Linked DNA regions of Sus scrofa: region 1 is linked to region 2. Evidence: chromatin contacts called from public Hi-C data. All regions are on one chromosome and are shown on one strand. Each heading gives the region's core, a stretch centred on a gene start, on an enhancer-like site or on the middle of the called end of the contact. The rest is flanking DNA. Distances are from core to core; before and after follow the strand shown.

The links. A called contact is a pair of places that touch in the nucleus more often than the background predicts.
Region 1: a contact with region 2 is called in a Hi-C map of liver, with 6 times the contacts expected there. The contact joins the promoter of KDM6B here to the promoter of SAT2 in region 2. A contact is called at or near these places in 1 of 5 promoter capture datasets (liver), 6 of 47 Hi-C or Micro-C datasets (alveolar macrophages, embryonic fibroblasts, fetal heart ventricle and 2 more) and 1 of 2 datasets of contacts at active chromatin or transcription factors (alveolar macrophages).

The regions. Positions count from the first base shown.
Region 1 is chr12:53,085,785-53,091,119 of Sscrofa11.1, reverse strand. KDM6B (lysine-specific demethylase 6B) reads right to left here and starts at 4,048. Exons shown (of 26, transcript XM_021067833.1): 1 at 3,789-4,048. DNAH2 (dynein heavy chain 2, axonemal) reads right to left here. Exons shown (of 89, transcript XM_013981316.2): 87 at 5,170-5,244; 88 at 4,860-5,010; 89 at 4,376-4,740. The coding sequence ends at 4,586. It overlaps LOC110255906 (collagen alpha-2(V) chain-like), which reads left to right. Exons shown (of 4, transcript XM_021066316.1): 2 at 1,132-1,213; 3 at 1,359-1,826; 4 at 2,482-2,742. The coding sequence ends at 2,742.
Region 2 is chr12:52,911,425-52,916,760 of Sscrofa11.1, reverse strand. SAT2 (spermidine/spermine N1-acetyltransferase family member 2) reads left to right here and starts at 3,447. Exons shown (of 6, transcript NM_001129962.2): 1 at 3,447-3,723; 2 at 3,893-3,944; 3 at 4,077-4,160; 4 at 4,258-4,359; 5 at 4,501-4,541; 6 at 4,675-5,036. The coding sequence starts at 3,658. The coding sequence ends at 4,842. It overlaps SHBG (sex hormone-binding globulin), which reads right to left and starts at 2,050. Exons shown (of 7, transcript XM_021066315.1): 1 at 2,026-2,050; 2 at 1,426-1,523; 3 at 284-401; 4 at 241-281; 5 at 1-6. The coding sequence starts at 2,050.

The sequences.
Region 1 (5,335 bases), core at 2,799-5,298, 170 kb before region 2:
GGAAACCGTGGAGTCCCTCTGCAAAATTGAAAGGCTCCAGAGAACATGGGAGGGGATTGGGGTCTTGCTCAAAAATCGAGAACCACAATACAATTATTTTATTTTCACAGCCAGAGGAATAGTCTGAGCTGTCTCTTCTTCAAGAAGGGGGGGAAAAAATAATCCCAAAGAAAGCAATACAAATCTGACTAAAGCCCTCATCAAATAAAGTGCACAATGCAGTGGAAGCTAATCCCCAAACCCCTCTCCCCCCACCTACCAAATTAACACAAACTCTCCATTCCTAAGATCATGGTCAGTTGGAAGCAGGCTTACCAACCATAATAGTAAAATAATAACTAACAACATTTAACAAGAACAAGCATTTCATAACAAGCGTTCATTCAGTGTTCATTCTGTGCCAGGGACTGTGCTAAATGCTTTGCATAAATAATTTTGTTTTTCCCAGTCAACAGCCTAGAAGGTAGGTATTGATATTTAAATTTTCCAGATGAAGACTATGAGGCTCCGAGAGGTGGTCACCTTTCCAAGTACTTATAGCCACGAAGTGGCAGAGCTAGGAATGGAATCCAGGTCTGATCTGACAGCCCGAATTCTAAGGTATACAATAAGAGAAACCAGTATCCAATACCATAACCAACCCCAGGACTTAACAGAGAAGGGGAAACCATAGCTATCAAGTGAGTCCCCTTCCTTCAAGAGTGAGATCTACCCACCGACACAGAATAAAGGCCCTGACTTTCCTAATACAATCTAATACAGTTTCTTGACTCGCTTCCTCACTGTTGGGGGTGTGCGTGAGGTGCCACTGACTAAGGTCAGGGCTGAACTGGTATCCGGTGAATTCCGCATGCCACACACAGTTCTTCTGAGTGAGGAGCTATCTGGCAATTTCAACTCAAAAGGAGGGGGGGGCAACGAAACACTTGGCAATGCAGCAGGTGGGAAAGGAAAAAGACTGCTGGGAGGCTGGGGGAGGGGGGCGCTTGGAGGGAAAGCCCTTCTGTGCCAATCTAGGGAAAAAGTGACCCAGGGTTCTCTTAACCAGCAAAGGGGCAAAGTCTTTCCACTGCACCACACCCCGTGCCCCGCCCCCTCACAAAACTCCAGGCCAGGGTTTCCCACCTGCAGGGCCCTAAGGCCAAGGAAGAGAGAGGAGGGGAAAAAAGCAGGCACGGGGCTGCAACACGACTTGGGGGGTGGGGTGCGGAATGTAAAGGGGAGGAGGCCTCATCGCCTGGCAACTGTCCCTGGGCACGTGCAGTGGTGACATCATCCCAGGCAACCTTTAACACAGACCTTTGACCCCGAGGGGCGGAGAGGGGCCGCAGGCTAAGCTTCCTGGGAAACAGCCTTAGGAATTCTGGGAACCCAAAAAGGAGAGGAAGGAAGGAACCCAAGCGTCCCGCCCTTATCTATTGCCCCCGGTACGGCTCCAATCCCTGGGACTCGGGCCCCTCGGCTCCTCCTCTCCGGCTCCAGGCCTGACCTCCCAACCCACATTTCTGACGAAGTCCCGACACGCCTCTCTGAGATACTGTGCCTTCTCTCTCCCGGGCGATATCTCGGGTGGGGGGCGGGAGGTGGGCGACAGGGGCACCAGGTCCCGCGGGGCTCCGTCTCCCATCGGCGGGACCCCCGTGCCCCAGCCGGCCGCCAGCCGGAATCAGTCTGGGTCCCAACTCTCCTGCCCCTCCCCGCGCTGTTCCAGGGCGGAGTCTGTGGAGTTGAAATCAGGACACGGCAAGAGGAAGAGTTATATAACTGGGAGAAGCGAGAAGGACGAGTGGAGACCGGGAGAGACAGCCCGAAAGGAGCCGAGGGAGGTGCAAAGAGCACCAGGGCGAGTGGGGAAGAAACGATAAGGGATGGGAAGGATTTTGTTGCACATCAAAGAGGAGGAATTCACGCGAGGACAGGTTGTGATGGTCCGGGAAGAATCACCTGGGCCGTCCGGGGCTTCCCCGCAGCGCCCTCCCCCGCCACCAACAGCAGCTGGGCCCGAGCGAGTGAAGCCTCGGGAAGGGCGCAGATAACCGTTCCGTTCCTCTTGGGGAGGCAACCTAAGCCAGAGCCCGGGAAGGCAGCGGCGGAGCATATGGGGCCGGAAACCACAGCTCCGCCCAGCCCACCTGGGACGGTGGGGCGCCAGCTGGGGGTTGGTGCGGAACAGGTAGCTGGCCCCTCCCACCCCAGGCTGAGCAGTAACGGCTCGAGACCCCGAGAACGAAGGCCGGCGGACCCAGACGTCTGGGTCCCCAAGGGCTGAGGCGCTCAGCCCAGGACTAGCTTGCGAACGGAGACTCTAGATGGGGGCGGCGGGGGGCAGCGAGCGCTGACTCTCCGCGCAGGCGCAGGGGGGGTACTCCGGCGCGTGCGACGGAGGGGGGGGTGGGCGCGAGCGTGTGGGAGTGCACGTGCGGGTCCCGGGCAGCTACCCCCTCCCTGCCTCCACCTCTTCCCTCCCCTCTCTTCCTGTAGCTCTACGATGCCTCCTCCACATTGGCTGCCGAGGCCCTGATGTCAGGGGCAGCCGCTGGAGCGGATTGGACGGACGCGAGAGTTGGGGAATCTGGCTCCGGAGTCTCGCTCTCCAGTTACTCTGGCAACAGGGCAAGCAACCCCTGGGAGGGAAGCCGAGCGGGGCACAGCGCCTCGCCTGGGTCCCGCCTCCCTCCCGACACCAACCGCGGACTCGGTTTCAGTGGCATCGCAGGTCGCTGCTCCGCTCCTTCCTCCTAGGGCTCTCCCTGTCTCGAGAACCAGTCGACCTGCCCTCGACCTTCTCCACAGTCTCCCAGCCCCCCATTCTCACCAACTCCCATCCTAAGTCAGCCACAAGCCGCAGCAGACAGGAAGCGAACCTGCGTTGCTTAGTAACCTGCCCGCGTGCCCCCTCCCCACTATTTACCCCTGCTCTGGGAGGCGGAGACTGAGTCCCGACCCCCACCTCCTCCCAAGCCTGTCGCCCCCCCGCCCACACTTTCCTGTGTGGTGGGCAGAGATGACAGGAAGTCAGAGGAGCGCCTCAGCCCACCTTTCCCTCTGGCCGGGGCGGGGGGCTTCGGCTGTTTTCTCGGCCGCATCCCCTACCCCAGGCTCCTGAGTCGCGCTGTGCGTCTTGCTCTCGCCATCTCGTGGCTACAATGGGAAGGTTCAGTGGAGGAGGGCCCGAGCCGAGCGAAGACTGCTAACAGGAGATAGCAGAGCAGGGGCAGGACCTGGGACAAGGAGTCTAGCGGGGTGAGGCCGATCGCAGGGAGGTAAGGTGCAGCGCAGCGGGTGAGAGCGAAGGCTACCGCTGGGAGGCTATCGGGGCCCCCGCTGTGAGGGTCACAGGCAAGGCTCTCCAGGTCCCCCGTGGAAAGAACTGGAGGGAGATTTGACGCAGCCCCGGCACTTGAGACACAACCCTGTCTGACTACACCCTTCCTCAAGAGGCCGTCACGCTGACCTATCTGCAAACCCTGACCTTCGGTCCTGCCCTTCACAGTCAGGGACCGCCGCGCCCCGCCCTAGTGTCGGGAAGGGGAATCCTAGCCCAAGAGGGACGGGGAGTCCTTTCAGGCCCCTCACGACATCCGGAACCCAAGACATCTGCCGCCCAGCTCTTCCCTCACTCCCGCCCTGCTCTCTTCTATAGGACCCAGATATCCTGCGCCCCAGTCTTCTTTCCCGAGACCCGAACGTCCATCCCCAGCTCTACCCTTCCTGCGGCTCAGGCATCCCGCCCCCCTGCGCGAAGATGGTTTCCCTCTTTCCAGATGCCCCCCCCGGCTCCCCGTTACCTAATTCTGGGGTGTCCCAGGTGTTCAGGTTCCACAAGGTCGTCCAGGGGGTCGAGCGGCCCCCCCTCTCCCAGGCCGGGGCTGGGGGGGCCGCTCCGCCCCGTGGCGCAGTTGGATTTTCCAACACAAACACCGCCCCCCTCTCCCCGCGCCCAGCCCCGCCCCCTTCTCATGGTCCCGCCCCTCCCTGCGCCGAAGTCCCTCGCGCGCTCCGCCCCGCCTTCTGGTGGTCCCCGCTCGCCTCGGCGCAGGTACCGAATAAAATGGCGAATGCAGGATGCAGGGTTCAGGGTGGAAGGTACAGGGTCTGGCACTGAACCCTGCCGGACCAACCCCTAATCCATTTGGATCACGCGCCCTTCAAAAGTAAGCCCCGCCCCACCCGCTCAAGCCCTGCCCCCAAGGTTTAGCCACACCTTCTTCAGGGCCCACTGCCTGGCCCCTTCGATCGAGGCCACACCTCCCTTCCTCTGAAGCCCTCCCACTTGCTCCTTTCCCTCTGGTAGCGGCTCGCAGGAGCTCCTGCGTAAAGCCCGGGCTTCCTCCCTCCCCACAACCCCACTATCCCATTGAGAGACTTCGGGCTGGTGGTCTGAGGTGTTTTACTGCACTGAACTCCGATACGATTCCTCCACCTTCATGGCAAGCAGAACTAGGGATTACCAGGTCCCCAGGACAGACAAATTCAACCAAGGTCAAGGCCTGAGTGCGGTCCAGCCTCTATCCGAGGTGCGTTCTCAGCCTTGGCTCCTAGCGTCCTCGACCCTCCCTCAAGCGAGGAAGAAGAGGAGGCCCTCTCAACTGTCCAGGCTCATGAGTAGAGCAGTGCCCCTCTTGATCCAGTGATCAGACGGCATGGTCCCAGAGCGCAGGTCGATGCCAATGACAAAGGATGCACGGTCTGAGCTGCCTGCCCGGTTGGGATAGTAATAGCAGGGACAGGAGTACATGCCTGCGGAAAGGAGAGGAGAAAGAGTCAGACCCTGGAGCCTCTGGGAAGGAAGGGTGGAGCAGAGGCTGGGCTGATCCAGACTAGGGATGGGGCAGGCAAGCTTGAGGGAGCTGTCCCACCCTTGGCACTCTTCTTGCGGCTCTCTGTAGGTCGGAAGTGGATCGTGGGCATGAGGCAGACAAGCTGCATGGGCTCTGCCTCCACCAAGCAGGAGTTCTTCCGGTCCCAGCCGGCACCCTCCAGGTATAGGCCCCGAACCCAGACCCCGTCCTGGGAAGACATGGGGGCAGGTTGAGGGGCAATCTAGTCCCTCGGTTAACAGCACCTCAGTCCTCCCCTCTCAACCAATTGTTTCCCGCCTTTGCTCCCAGCACCCTGCTCCGCCAGAGCCCCCTCTGCTCAGAGCCCAGAAGCACATCTGGCTCCCACCTTGGGTGGATATACTAGGTTGCTGTCGTCCACGGTGGAGACGACAAACTCCCAAGAGAGGCTGTCCACTGAAATCTGGGGATGGAAGGTGAGAATAAGGGAGGACCCCCCAAAGAGGAGAGAAAATACATGTGCCCAGATCCCTCCCCGTCACATGTTCCGCACT
Region 2 (5,336 bases), core at 2,198-4,697:
GACCAGCTGGAGCCCGTGGGGGGAAGGGAAGATGCGGGGGATGTTGGAATCCGGATCTCTGAGCCCCAGTCCCGGCCTCCCCACCCTGTTTGTTCCCTCCAAGACACAAGCATTTGGCCCTCCAGGTAGCTCTCACCCCATCCCATCTCCTTGGAGTGTGGACTTGGAGCCCCCATGGCCACCCAGCCAGCAGTGCTTTACCAGCTTTGGTCATGGTTCCTGCCCCTGTGGTGCAGTTACCAGCAACCGGAGATTGGAGTCAGGGAAGAGCAGCCCCCCAGCGCCATCGTCAGGATGGGCTGGGGTTTGTTATCGCGTGGCCCGGAGACCTGTCTCAGATGCGGCACCTGCTCCCCATCCACCCCCGGAAGCACGGAATCCACGTGGATCTTCTCTTCCACCTGCAGGAAGAACAGGAGAAGAATCAGAGCCCCCTGGGGCCTCCCTCCGCGGCTTTCTTCAGAGACAGCCTAGTATGGCAGAAGGAACACGTACTTGGAAGAGTCAGCTGGGGGAGTTCCCGTCGTGGCTCAGTGATTAACGAATCCGACTAGGAACCATGATGTTGCAAGTTCGATCCCTGACCTTGCTCAGCAGGTTAAGGATCCAGCATTGCTGTGAGCTGTGGTGCAGGTTGCAGACTTGGCTCAGATCTGGCGTTGGTGTGGCTGTGGCATAGGCCGGTGGCTTCAGCTCGATGAGACCCCTAGCCTGGGAACCTCCATATGCCATGGGTGCAGCCCTAGAAGGAAAAAAAGACCAAAAAAAAAAAAAAAAAAAAAAAAAAAACCCACACAAAACAAAACTGAAACAGATTCACAGACATAGAAAACAAACTTATGGTTACCAAAGAGGAAAGGGGGGAGGGCTAAATTGGGAGTTTGGGACTAACAGATACACACTACTACACATAAAATAGATAAACAACAAAGTCCTACAGTGTAGCTCAGAAAGCTATATCCAGGATCTTGTAATAAACTATAATGGGAAAGAATCTGGAAAAGAATATATACATATAAAACTGAGACACTTGACTGTATACCAGAAACTACCACAACATTGTTAATCAACCCTACGTCAATTAAAAGAAAAGAGGAGCAGTTCCCGTCGTGGCTCAGTGGTTAACGAATCCGACTAGGAACCATGAGGTTGCGGGTTCGGTCCCTGCGCTTGCTCAGTGGGTTAATGATCTGGCGTTGCCGTGAGCTGTGGTGTAGGTTGCAGACGTGGCTCGGATCCTGCATTGCTGTGGCTCTGGCGTAGGCCGGTGGCTACAGCTCCGATTCGACCCCTAGCCTGGGAACCTCCATATGCCGCGGGAGCAGCCCAAGAAATGGCAAAAAGACGAAAAAAAAGAAAAAAAGAAAACAGCAGCTGATGGAGAGAGGGTGAGGTCAGAGGACTAGGTCAAGGAACGAGGTCAACCTCATCCTTTGTGATCTTGGTTAGGCTAAAGGTCCTGATGGTGACAGGCTCTTGTCCATGGCCATTTCGAGGCACAGAGCAGGAGGGTCCTGAGGCCTCTGTCAGAGAGAAAAATTATTAAGTTGAAATAAGGACAAGCCAGAGACAGATGGAGGGAGCGAGGGAGGGAGCGAGGCACTGCTCCAAGGCAGGAGGAGGACAGAAAGAAGAGTGCAGGGCTGAGCCCCTCTCTGCCCAGCACCTGATCAGGAGATCACGTCTCAGGGCCTGTTCTTCATGGCTGGGAGGTGGCAATGGTGGCCGCAGCAGCCCACGCCATGTGGCCCGAGGCCCTCTGCTCTCCATAATCAACCTCGGCCTTCTCTGTGCCTCTGACAACTCTGGGGAGAATGCGTGGGGGCAGGCAGCCCTGGCACATGGTTGGGGAAGGGTTAAAGGTTGCTGGCGGTGGGGAGAAGTGGGGGAGACAGGGCCCCTGACCCTCCTGCCCCTCTGAGGACCACCCTCCCACACTGCGGAGAAATTGAAGAGCTGGAAGACGACACCTACTTCCCCTCTCCCTCTAGAGCCTGACCTGGGTCCTCCAAGCCTTCCACCCACCTGCGGAGGCTGCCTTGACAACCATGAGCTCTAAAAGCAGTCCTGCCTGGCTCCCCAAGTAGCATCCTCCGTGAGGTCTACAGCTGAGACATGGAACCTCAAATACTAGCTGGGTGACTGTGGGCAAGTCACCCCACTGTCATGCTTCAGTGTCCTCCTCTGTGAAACGTGAAAAATAATACTTTATGGGGTTACTGTGAACGAGGATGAATGGGGATAATGCAGGCACAGCGCCTGGTATCTGCTCTGAGCTCCTTCCTCAATATTCTCACAAGCTCTGAGGTTTGCCTCATAGGGAGGTATTGTCTTTGTATCCACTGACTGATTCAGCAGATACTGAGAGACTCCCCCCCCCAAGCCCCCACCCCCCATTATCTTCCCTTATCAGTTTCCTACAAGGCCTAACCATTTACCACCAGAAATTCATCACCCTCTCCCTGATCCATTTTATTTTATTATTTTACCTTTTTTTTTTTTTGTCTTTTCTAGGGCCACTTCCGTGGCATATGTAGGTTCCCAGGCTAGGCGTCAAATCGGAGTTGTAGCCCCTGGCCTATGCCACAGCCACAGCAATGGGGGATCGGAGCTCCATCTGTGACCTACACCACAACTCATGGCAACGCTGGATCCTCAACCCACTGAGCGAGGCCAGGGATCAAACCCGCAACCTCATGGTTCCTAGACAGATTTGTTAACCACTGTGCCACGACGGGAACTCCTATTATTTTATTCTTAAAAAAAATTTGTTTGGGAGTTTCCGTTGTGGCTCAGTGGTTAACGAATCTGACTAGGAACCATGAGGTTGCGGGTTCGATCCCTGGCTTTGCTCAGTGGGTTAAGGATCAGCGTTGCTGTGAGCTGTGGTGTAGGTTGAAGACATGGCTCGGATCCTGCATTGCTGTGGCTGTGGTACAGACTGGCAACTACAGCTCTGATTTGACCCCTGACCTGGGAACCTCCATATGCCACGGGTGCGGCCCTAAAAAGCAAAATGAATAAGTAAATAAATAAAAATAAATTATAGTTTATTTTGCAATGTCCCTGGCCTATTTTAAAATACAAAGGCTCCTAAGAGAAGTAACACTTTGAGCCAGAAGGAGGTTTGGGGCTCGTCCCAGGTGGGTGGGCTGGAATGGGTGAGTTTGAGTAAATGGTACAGCAGATTCTGCACACTTCAGTTAAAGAAGGTGTCTTTTGAGCCGTGGGCTTTCTCTCTCCGGTGGAGCCTGGAACACCCAAAAAACCGCGAAGAAGCCTCGGCAGTCCAGCCTTGACCCCTGCCCAGAGGCGCGGTCACGAGACCTGGTCAAGGGGGCTGGGCTGGGGTGGGCGGGGACATGCCTTCTCTGCAAGCTGATTGGCTGATTGGTGCGCGCCTGCCCCTGCCGAATTTAGAGGCTACCAGGCAGTGAAGACCCCTCGCCTAGTCGCTGTCGCTCCCCCCGCAGTAGCCGGAATTGGACTTCGGCTTTCCAGCCCGCGGCTCCTTCACCGCCTCGCTTCCCACCCGTGCCCCCGGCTTCCCGGGATCCGAATTTGTAGGCCTCTTAAAGGGTCCCAGTTGCTCTTCGCCCGGTGCTCCAGAGCGGAAGTGGGGGTCCTGGACTTTGGTCCCAGACGTTGAGGATCGGAATGGCTTCCGTGCTCATCCGAGAGGCCAAGGAGGGAGACTGTGGAAATATCCTGAGGATGATTCGGGTGAAAGATGCGGGCCGGAAACCAGGGTCCCAGAGGGGGTCAGAGCGGCGCGGCGGGAGTGGGGCGGGAAGGAGAAGGTGGGAGCAGAGGGAGAAGGGCTCCCTGGGGTCCTGCTCGGGGAGCAGGGAGACCTCCTGCCTTAATCTTGTCTCTGCCCCCCACGCCATAGGAACTCGCCGAGTACGAGAAACTGTCCGACCAGGTGAAGATCAGTGAAGAAGGTAGAGGCCCAACACCTGGCTCCTGCTGGAGGCTGGGGAGGGAGTGAGGGATGAGTTCAGGCAGTAGCTCCAGGCTGGGCACACATCCAGGCCTTCTCTCTCTATCTCTTTGTCGCAACTCCCATCCTGCAGCCCTGAGAGCAGACGGCTTCGGAGAGAATCCTTTCTTTCACTGTTTGGTAGCAGAGATTCTTCCTGCCCCTGGGGAGCCACAGGGTAAGAACATCCCGACCTCAGAGGGGCCCCCTGCAGTCAGCCTCAGAGGTCGCTCCCCCAGGCGCCCAGTCACCTGCCCTTCTTTTTTCTCTCTCAGGGTCTTGCATGGTGGGCTATGGGCTGTACTACTTCATCTATAGCACATGGACCGGACGGAATATTTATCTGGAAGACATCTACGTGAAGCCAGAATATCGGGGTACTGGGCAAGACTGGGGTGGGAAGAAATCATCACCCCATAGACTGCCCCATCTTTTGCCCCTTAATCGTAGCCTGTGGTCTTTTCTGATCCCCTTCAGCTCAGACAATCCCTCTTTTTGCTTTTTTCTCCCTACATCAGGTCAGGGGATTGGTTCCAAAATAATCAAAAAAGTGGCTGAGGTGAGGAGAGGGGTGGGGCTACAAGCTGGGCCCTGGCAAAGCCAAGCCAGATGGGAGGCACCTGGGTTGAATGGCAGGTGAGAAGGCCTTTTCCTTTTTGACCCCCGGAAAGTGAGCGATTCTTCTCCCATAGGTGGCCCTGGATAAGGGCTGCTCCCAGTTCCGCCTGGCAGTCCTGGACTGGAACAAGAAGGCCGTGGACTTGTACAAGACCCTAGGAGCCCGAGATCTGACGGAAGCGGAAGGCTGGCATTCCTTTCGCTTCGAGGGAGAGGCAATGAGGGAGTTGGCAGGAAAGTGACATTATCCCTTGGGGATCACTCTTTTGGCTTCTCCAGCCCCACCAGCTCAAGCACTCCTCAGAGACTGTCTCTACGGACCAAGGCCTCCCTGAAGGAAGGAGGATTGGTGGTGAATAGTCCCAAAGGGAAGGAGCAAAGTGAGGAAGAGGCCTTGCCACCCCCTTGTTCAGGGTGAAAAATAAATGAGAATTTCTATGTGTCGATGTGGTGTTGGGGAGGGGAGTTGAGGACGCAGTAAGCATCGGCTACTTTAAGATCCTTTCTCAGTGTTCTGCCTGGTGGCCGTTGCTCCTGGGGGTAAAAGGGGGCCTAAGATGACTTTGACCCTCAGTGGACCAGAGTATGGGCTCTGGTCTGTGGCATATAGAGGAAAGGGGAGCAAGGGGTCAGTTTGCACACTGGGTGTGTTGGTCATGTTTGGGACCCAGACAAAGGCCTTCCGTGTTGGGACCCTGCTGTGCGGAATCCAAGACAGAGGCCGGCCCACTGACCT